2 separate regions of the Oryctolagus cuniculus genome follow, and region 2 is linked to region 1. Evidence: chromatin contacts called from public Micro-C data. All regions are on one chromosome and are shown on one strand. The core of a region is the stretch at or near the end of the contact, and the rest is flanking DNA. Distances in the headings are between cores, read along the strand shown. Region 1 overlaps EPB41L1 (erythrocyte membrane protein band 4.1 like 1). Region 2 holds the start of ROMO1 (reactive oxygen species modulator 1).

What was found. Hi-C and Micro-C count contacts between places; a contact is called where the count stands out from the background.
Region 2: a Micro-C map of ear pinna shows a contact between it and region 1, with 6 times the contacts expected there. The contact joins the promoter of ROMO1 here to the enhancer-like site in region 1. A contact is called at or near these places in 2 of 6 Hi-C or Micro-C datasets (ear pinna and an unstated tissue).

Annotation. Positions count from the first base shown.
Region 1 is chr11:22,146,779-22,149,944 of mOryCun1.1, reverse strand. All of the region lies in intron 2 of EPB41L1 (erythrocyte membrane protein band 4.1 like 1), which reads left to right. Among named protein-coding and RNA genes, the nearest start is that of EPB41L1, 38 kb to the left of the region's middle. Within about 2 kb of position 1,599, at least 1 of the 8 cell types and tissues checked has an H3K27ac peak or open chromatin away from gene starts, as enhancers often do. A contact at or near this core is called in ear pinna, where this site is marked.
Region 2 is chr11:22,507,844-22,510,867 of mOryCun1.1, reverse strand. ROMO1 (reactive oxygen species modulator 1) reads left to right here and starts at 1,669. Exons shown (of 2, transcript NM_001171498.1): 1 at 1,669-1,799; 2 at 2,681-2,789. The coding sequence starts at 1,669. The coding sequence ends at 2,789. It overlaps NFS1 (NFS1 cysteine desulfurase), which reads right to left and starts at 1,318. Exons shown (of 13, transcript NM_001171334.1): 1 at 1,222-1,318; 2 at 568-662. The coding sequence starts at 1,318.

The sequences.
Region 1 (3,166 bases), core at 350-2,849:
TTGCCCTGCGCAGCCATGACCCTCCCGGTCCACTTAGCTCGAGGTCGGAGCCGGAGCCTGTGTTGGTACAGAGAAACGCCCCGAAATTCGTGAGCTGCTCATCCCTTCTCCTGTGGCTGGACGTCTGGCGGTGGCTGGGCTCTGGGGTTTAGCCTAAGGGCACCCTGGCCATATTTCAGACTGGGCAGGCTCCCTGGGGGGATTCTGGCCCAAAGCTGTGGCCGCTCCTCAGGCCGTGCCCAGAGCCCGCGGCGTCTGGGTGAAGGGCAGGCAGGGTTCTCGATTTCTCCCCCAGCTCCCCCTGGGGTGGGAGGCGGGACAGCGCGGAGGGGGCGGCCTAGTTTCACGGAGGCCCTTCTCTAACCCTTGAGCCGATTTCCTCAGCTGGGGGCTGGGCCGCGCAGTGATTCACCTGCCGTGTGGCGGGGTAAGCACACAGCCTGCGCCCGGGTGCCCCACGTCCACGCGAGCCTGAGCGGGGGCCCAGCCAGGCCCCTTCCTGCAGGCATATTCAGAGGGCTTCTGGGCCCCAGGGTCTCCCTGGGCTGAGGTGGGCGTTTCCTTGAGGGTTTCAACCTGCGGGAACAGGTGGACTCCCTGGTTCCCTCCTCAGGCAGCTGTGTTAGCTCCTGACGCTGCTGCTACAAAACACCACACACCCAGTGGCTCGACACACGCGGCTGTGTTCCCCTGGGGTTCTGGGGGGCGGATGTTTGCAAAGCGGCCTTAGGGGGCTGACAACCTGGCGCAGGTGGAGTGGCAAGGGCAGGCTCTGAGGCTGCCCGGGTCCCTTGGCCATAGCCTTCTTCCACTCTGCTGCTGCTTCTTGACGATGTATTTATTTAAAGATTTATTTATTTTGTTTGAAAGGCAGAGTTACAGAGAGGCAGAGAGAGAGAGGTCTTCCATCCACTGGTTCACTCCCCAAGTGGCCACAACAGCTGGAGCAGCGCTGATTCAAAGCCAGGAGCCAGGAGCTTTTTCTGGGTCTCCCATGCTGGTGCAAGGGCCCAAGCACTTGGACCATCCTCCACTGCTCTCCCAGACCATTAGTAGAGAGCTGGATCGGAAGTGGAGCAGTGGGACTCGAACCGGCGTCTGTATGGGATGCCGGCACTGCGGGTAGCGGCTTTACCCACTATACCACAGCGCCGGTCCCCACTCTCTGCTTCTGTTGTCACGTCCCTGGTTCTGCCTCCCCTGCCTCCCTCTTTGTCTTCCGAGGACCCTGTGATCGCAGTGGTTCTGTCTGGACGATCTGAGATTGTCTCACCCTCTCAAAGTGCTTCACGGGTCGCACCCGCTGACTCCCTGTGGTCCTGTGGGGGGACCCTTTCACAGGTTCTGGGCACAAGGACCTGGACATGCTGCTTAGCACGGTGGCCAATGCTAGGGATGGCTCTGGGTTTAGTGGACCCCTAGGTCCTGCCGCTGTTGTGTCAGCAGCCCCCAAGATCAAGGGGACGCGGGGCAGCCTGGGCCTGAGACGCTGTGGCTGGGGACTGTCCCACAGGACTCCGCGGGCAGGGGCCCGGCAGGGAGGCAGTGGACTTGCGATGGTGTTCAGTGAGGCAAACACTGGGGAGAGAGACCCTCTGGGAGGCCCTGCCACGGAGGGCCAGTGCCCCCTCCATGTACTGCCCTTGCTGTGTGCACGTGCACGTGCACGTGTGTGTGTGTGTGTGCGCGCGCGTGCTCATCTGCATCTCTGCTTGAATACTCTCGGGAGGGCCAAGGAGCAGCTCTGTAAAAAGGCCCTTTCTGCTCTTGTTCTTAGGAAAATAATTACACAAGTGACTAATTTTATCCCTAATCCCATAATTACTTTATTATGTGGCGGGTGAGAGGGCCCTGAGCTGTGCCGACGGCGCCACTCTGGCTGCCGGCCCAGTTGGCCTGGTCCGCCGGCACGGGGCACCACCCTGCCTCTGGCCTGGCTTGCCGCGAGGTTGCCCCTGTCCCGTTCTGGCTGAGGTCAGCTACATTTTGGTATTTGGGACCCAAAAGGTCACCGTCCCCTCCCCTCAAGTCCGCGTACAAACGTGGCACTGGGCAGTTAGCTGGCCCCCGGGACTAAGGCTGGGGGAAATCAAGAGATCTGGGGTATAGCTCAGCGCTCTCGTGAATTTGCCCCATGACCTTGAGCTGGGTTTCGACTCCATTGTCTGTACAGTGGGGCCCTGGTCAGCTTTCACACCCAGAGATTCCTGAAGGGAACTGAGCGAGCTGGAACTCAGACCAAGGCAAGTTCCTGCCGTCTGCTGAAACACCACGGTCACGCATCTCCTGATCGTGGCATTACAGATTCGAATGACCAGGGCTGGCACCGTGGTGTGGCAGATAGAGTCACCACCCGGGACGCTGCAGTCCCAATCCCGGCTGCTCCCCCAATCCAGCACCCTGCTAATGGCCTGCGAGAGCAGTGGAGGGTGGCCCACACCAGAGCCCAGGAAGAAGCTCCCGGCTCTTGGTTTTGGCCTGGCCCAGCCCTGGCTGTTGCAGCCATTTGGGGAATGAACCAGCAGATGGAAGATCTCTGTCTCTCTGTCTCTCCCTCGCTCTCTGTAACTCTGCATTTCAAATAAATAAGTAAGTGTTTCAAATAAATTAATAAATAAATAAGACTAGCACCACAGCTGTCACTCAGCGGCTGCCTCCTCCAGAGCAGAGCCAGCTCCTGTCTGTCTCATCCTGTGCCTGAGTGACAGGTGAGACAGGCTTTGTAGAAGAGAAGACCGAAGCAGAGACGCCGTAACCCGAGCTCTCCGCCTCTGCCCCGTTGTCTTCTACTAAATAAAGGAAGTTGTGGGGCTGGGATTTGAACCCAGATCTGTCTCGCTCTTTCCATAAGGCCGCCTGCTGGAATTGGGGGCGGACTGTTGACATTTGACTGTCAAACTGGCTGCGGCAGAGACAGGGACAGCAGAGGACAGCGGCCCCTCCAGTGGGACAGGGAGCTCCGTGGTCCTGGGCTGCATTCAGGTGTCACTGCTGGTGCATGGTGTGAACGTAGCTGGGCGCCCACGTGTCTCTAGGCCCCGGTGGTCTGCAAAGGCTGCAGGGTCGGGGGTCGGGGCTCGGCCCCTGGTGCAGGCCGCTGGGTGGCTGAGTCGGCCACGTTGGTTGCTTCTGTTATCCCAGCACAGGCTGCGTCCCGCTGAGCATC
Region 2 (3,024 bases), core at 420-2,919, 360 kb before region 1:
ATACTAACCAAATACGACCATAATATACTCCCATCTCCCAAGGGGTCCTACCATGCCCTTTCTCTATCATCTCCTCCATGGTCTACAAACACTTCCTTGTTCTGAGGGCTGATGGCTGTTGCTGCAAGTTTTTCCATTCCTGCCAGAAAATGTGACCTCTGAGGGGCTGGGACACGACAGAGCCCAGGCAAACGCCCCTTGTCACACAGAGATGAAAATTTTCATTAACTCTCGAGTGCTGACCATATGCTGGGCTGCTTTGTGTCTTTTAACCGATTTGATACCAGCCCAATTTCACCTAGCTATGAGATGGTACTCCTGCTAACTTCAAGAGCCCATGCTTACTGTAACCACTTCCATCGTGCCTGCCCTGCCTGCCTAAATCCAACGGCAGAGCCACTTCTCGTGGACTGCGGTTTAAGCCTCCTGAGTCCCGGCTGGAGGCACTTGCCGGCACATCTCAAAGGGCTCTCACGTCTACAAGAATCCAGCGATTTCTGGGCACTGTCACTTCCACTGCTCACTTCCTGTGGACAGCCCTGGGGAAAGCTGCCGCTCCCTTCTTACCAGAGGAGTTGTAGCTTGCACATCCATATAGAGAGGTCGCAGCACTGCCTCCACCTCCGGAGCAGCGGCTGTGCCTGAGGGAGCATGGTCCGCCACTGTCAGAAAAACAGAAGGAACGGAGCGGCCAAGTGAGAGCCTGCGGCGGAGGACGCCGGGCTGCCGTCAGGGCGGGAGGTGAAAGCGGGATGAAGGCGGTGGTAAATTCGAGCGATGCCGGGGTCAAACGGGAAGGGAAGGAACACAGCATCAGAGAAGCTCGGGACCCTCTGAAAGGTGGTAAGGGGTAAGGCGGGAGCCGGTTCTTGGAGGAAGATGCTGGGGCGATATTTAAATTCCCTGGTTGGGAGTGAGAAGAACTCTCAAGGGTAAAGCCCCGTAGAAGGAATGCGGAGACAGAGCAGGTGAGGTAGCGGGCTGGGAAGAAGCCGCGGACCGCGTCTCCAAAAGACGGCTGGGGCGGTCCGAAGGACGAGCCTCGTAGGCTGTCCAGGTCTGCTGCGCAGACAGACTGAGCGCGGCGGACGGCAAAGGGCAGAGGCTCTAAGGCAGCCGGGCCGGACAAGGAGGTTCCAGAATATCCAAGTGCGTAGTGGCGCCCAGGGGCAAAGACGCGCGCCTCCAGGGAGAGTGGCAGCGAAGAGCCCAGGAGCGTACCGCGCAGGCGCAGCTCCCGGGTGGGCACCGCAGGCCTCGCCCCTCGGGCCGCGGTCACCGCCGAGGCCGCCCGCCGCCAGGCGGATCGCAGCAGCATGGTCGCGGCGGCCGAGCCCACCACCTGGAGCGGCGGCCGACTTCGGCCCCAGGCTCCCGGAAGTGCTGCCTCGCGCACCGGAAGCGATTCCTCGGGCCACGCGCGCGCCCCGCCCTGCTTCCCGTGTGAGACGTACTGCTGAGCGACCGAGGCCGCGAGCGAGGTGAGGAGGGGCCGTGTGAGCCCCGCGACCGCGCGACGCGGGAGCCCGAACGCGAAGATGGTGGTGGAGGCGGGCAGCGCGCTGATTCCCCTCCTTTGACTTCCCCGAACCCCTGGGCCCGCTCCCCGCCCTGCCCGACTCCCGGGCTGGCGGCTAGGCCCGCACTTTCCTCTCTCGCATTCCGCAGATGCCGGTGGCCGTGGGTCCCTACGGACAATCGCAGCCAAGCTGCTTCGATCGTGTGAAGATGGGCTTTGTGATGGGCTGCGCCGTGGGCATGGCGGCCGGGGCGCTTTTCGGCACCTTCTCCTGTCTCAGGTGAGGAGCGCAGCGGAAATCTCCGGGCGGCGCCGCGGAACCCGCCCGGCTCGCAGCCCCAGTGGCGCGTCCTTCGTTCCAGTTCCCAGCTGTCCTGACCGCGTGCAGCCAGGAGACTCGGGTTCAAGGCGTCCGAGCCTAAGAATCTGAGCTCCAGAGTCGTTCGGCTGCTGGTTTGGTGACTTAAGACAAATTGGAGACTTGAGTCTCTTCAAGTGTAGGGTGAGGTCGGTAACACCAGCTCAGGGAGAGGCAGAAATCAAGCACAGCATCTGGCACGTATTAATTAAGTACTCAGTAAATGGTTGCTACTGCTGTTCTGAGTGGGCAAAATGAAACTTGCTAAGCGGCTCTACTGTCTTTGAAAACGATGTACAGATGAAGCAGATATACTCCATACTTGAAAGTCACTTTACCACTTGAAAAAGTTATTCCCATTTTCCTACATTACGAACTATCGTTTACTGAGGATTTACTGGTGCTAAACTACTGTAGTTGTCAAAACATTCCGGCAAATGTAATACTAATACAGCCTGTGAATTTGCAGAACAGTCTCCAACCTGGGTCTCACTCAAATCTAATACCAGAAAACGGTGTCTAAAGATAGGTGTCGTTATTGGATCATATAGAGCCTGAAGTCAAAATCAGCACATGTACTTCACCCCATGTCTGCTGCCACCAGTAAACTACAGGCAGTTGGCCCTAAGAATGTCCTGTAGACACTAATGGATCTTTCTTCTTATTACCCTAGATGGAAAGAGATCGGATTTAAGATAGAGATGTCTAGATTTTAACAGGGCTCAATATATTACCAGAGTGGAAACGAACAAATGGTCAAAAATTTTTGTTCCCAAATGTCCCCATCCTGGTTTCCTCCTCAGGATCGGAATGCGGGGTCGCGAGCTGATGGGCGGCATTGGGAAAACCATGATGCAGAGTGGCGGCACGTTTGGCACATTCATGGCCATTGGAATGGGGATCCGTTGCTAACCAGGGCAATGGCTCCCCACTACAGCTACACTTCCCATCAGTCCCAGCGTGTGTACAATAAAATCATCTTTGACTAGCCTGTATCTTAGAGGCATTATTTTGCTATTCGATCTGCCCATTATCCAGCATAAAGATCTTGTTAACTGAAGAGGCAGGGTGATATGATAAAGCAGAGTTTGTGTCTTTCTTGAAACCTGATTCTATTAATCCAAACTTTGGAATTTCTAGGATACCC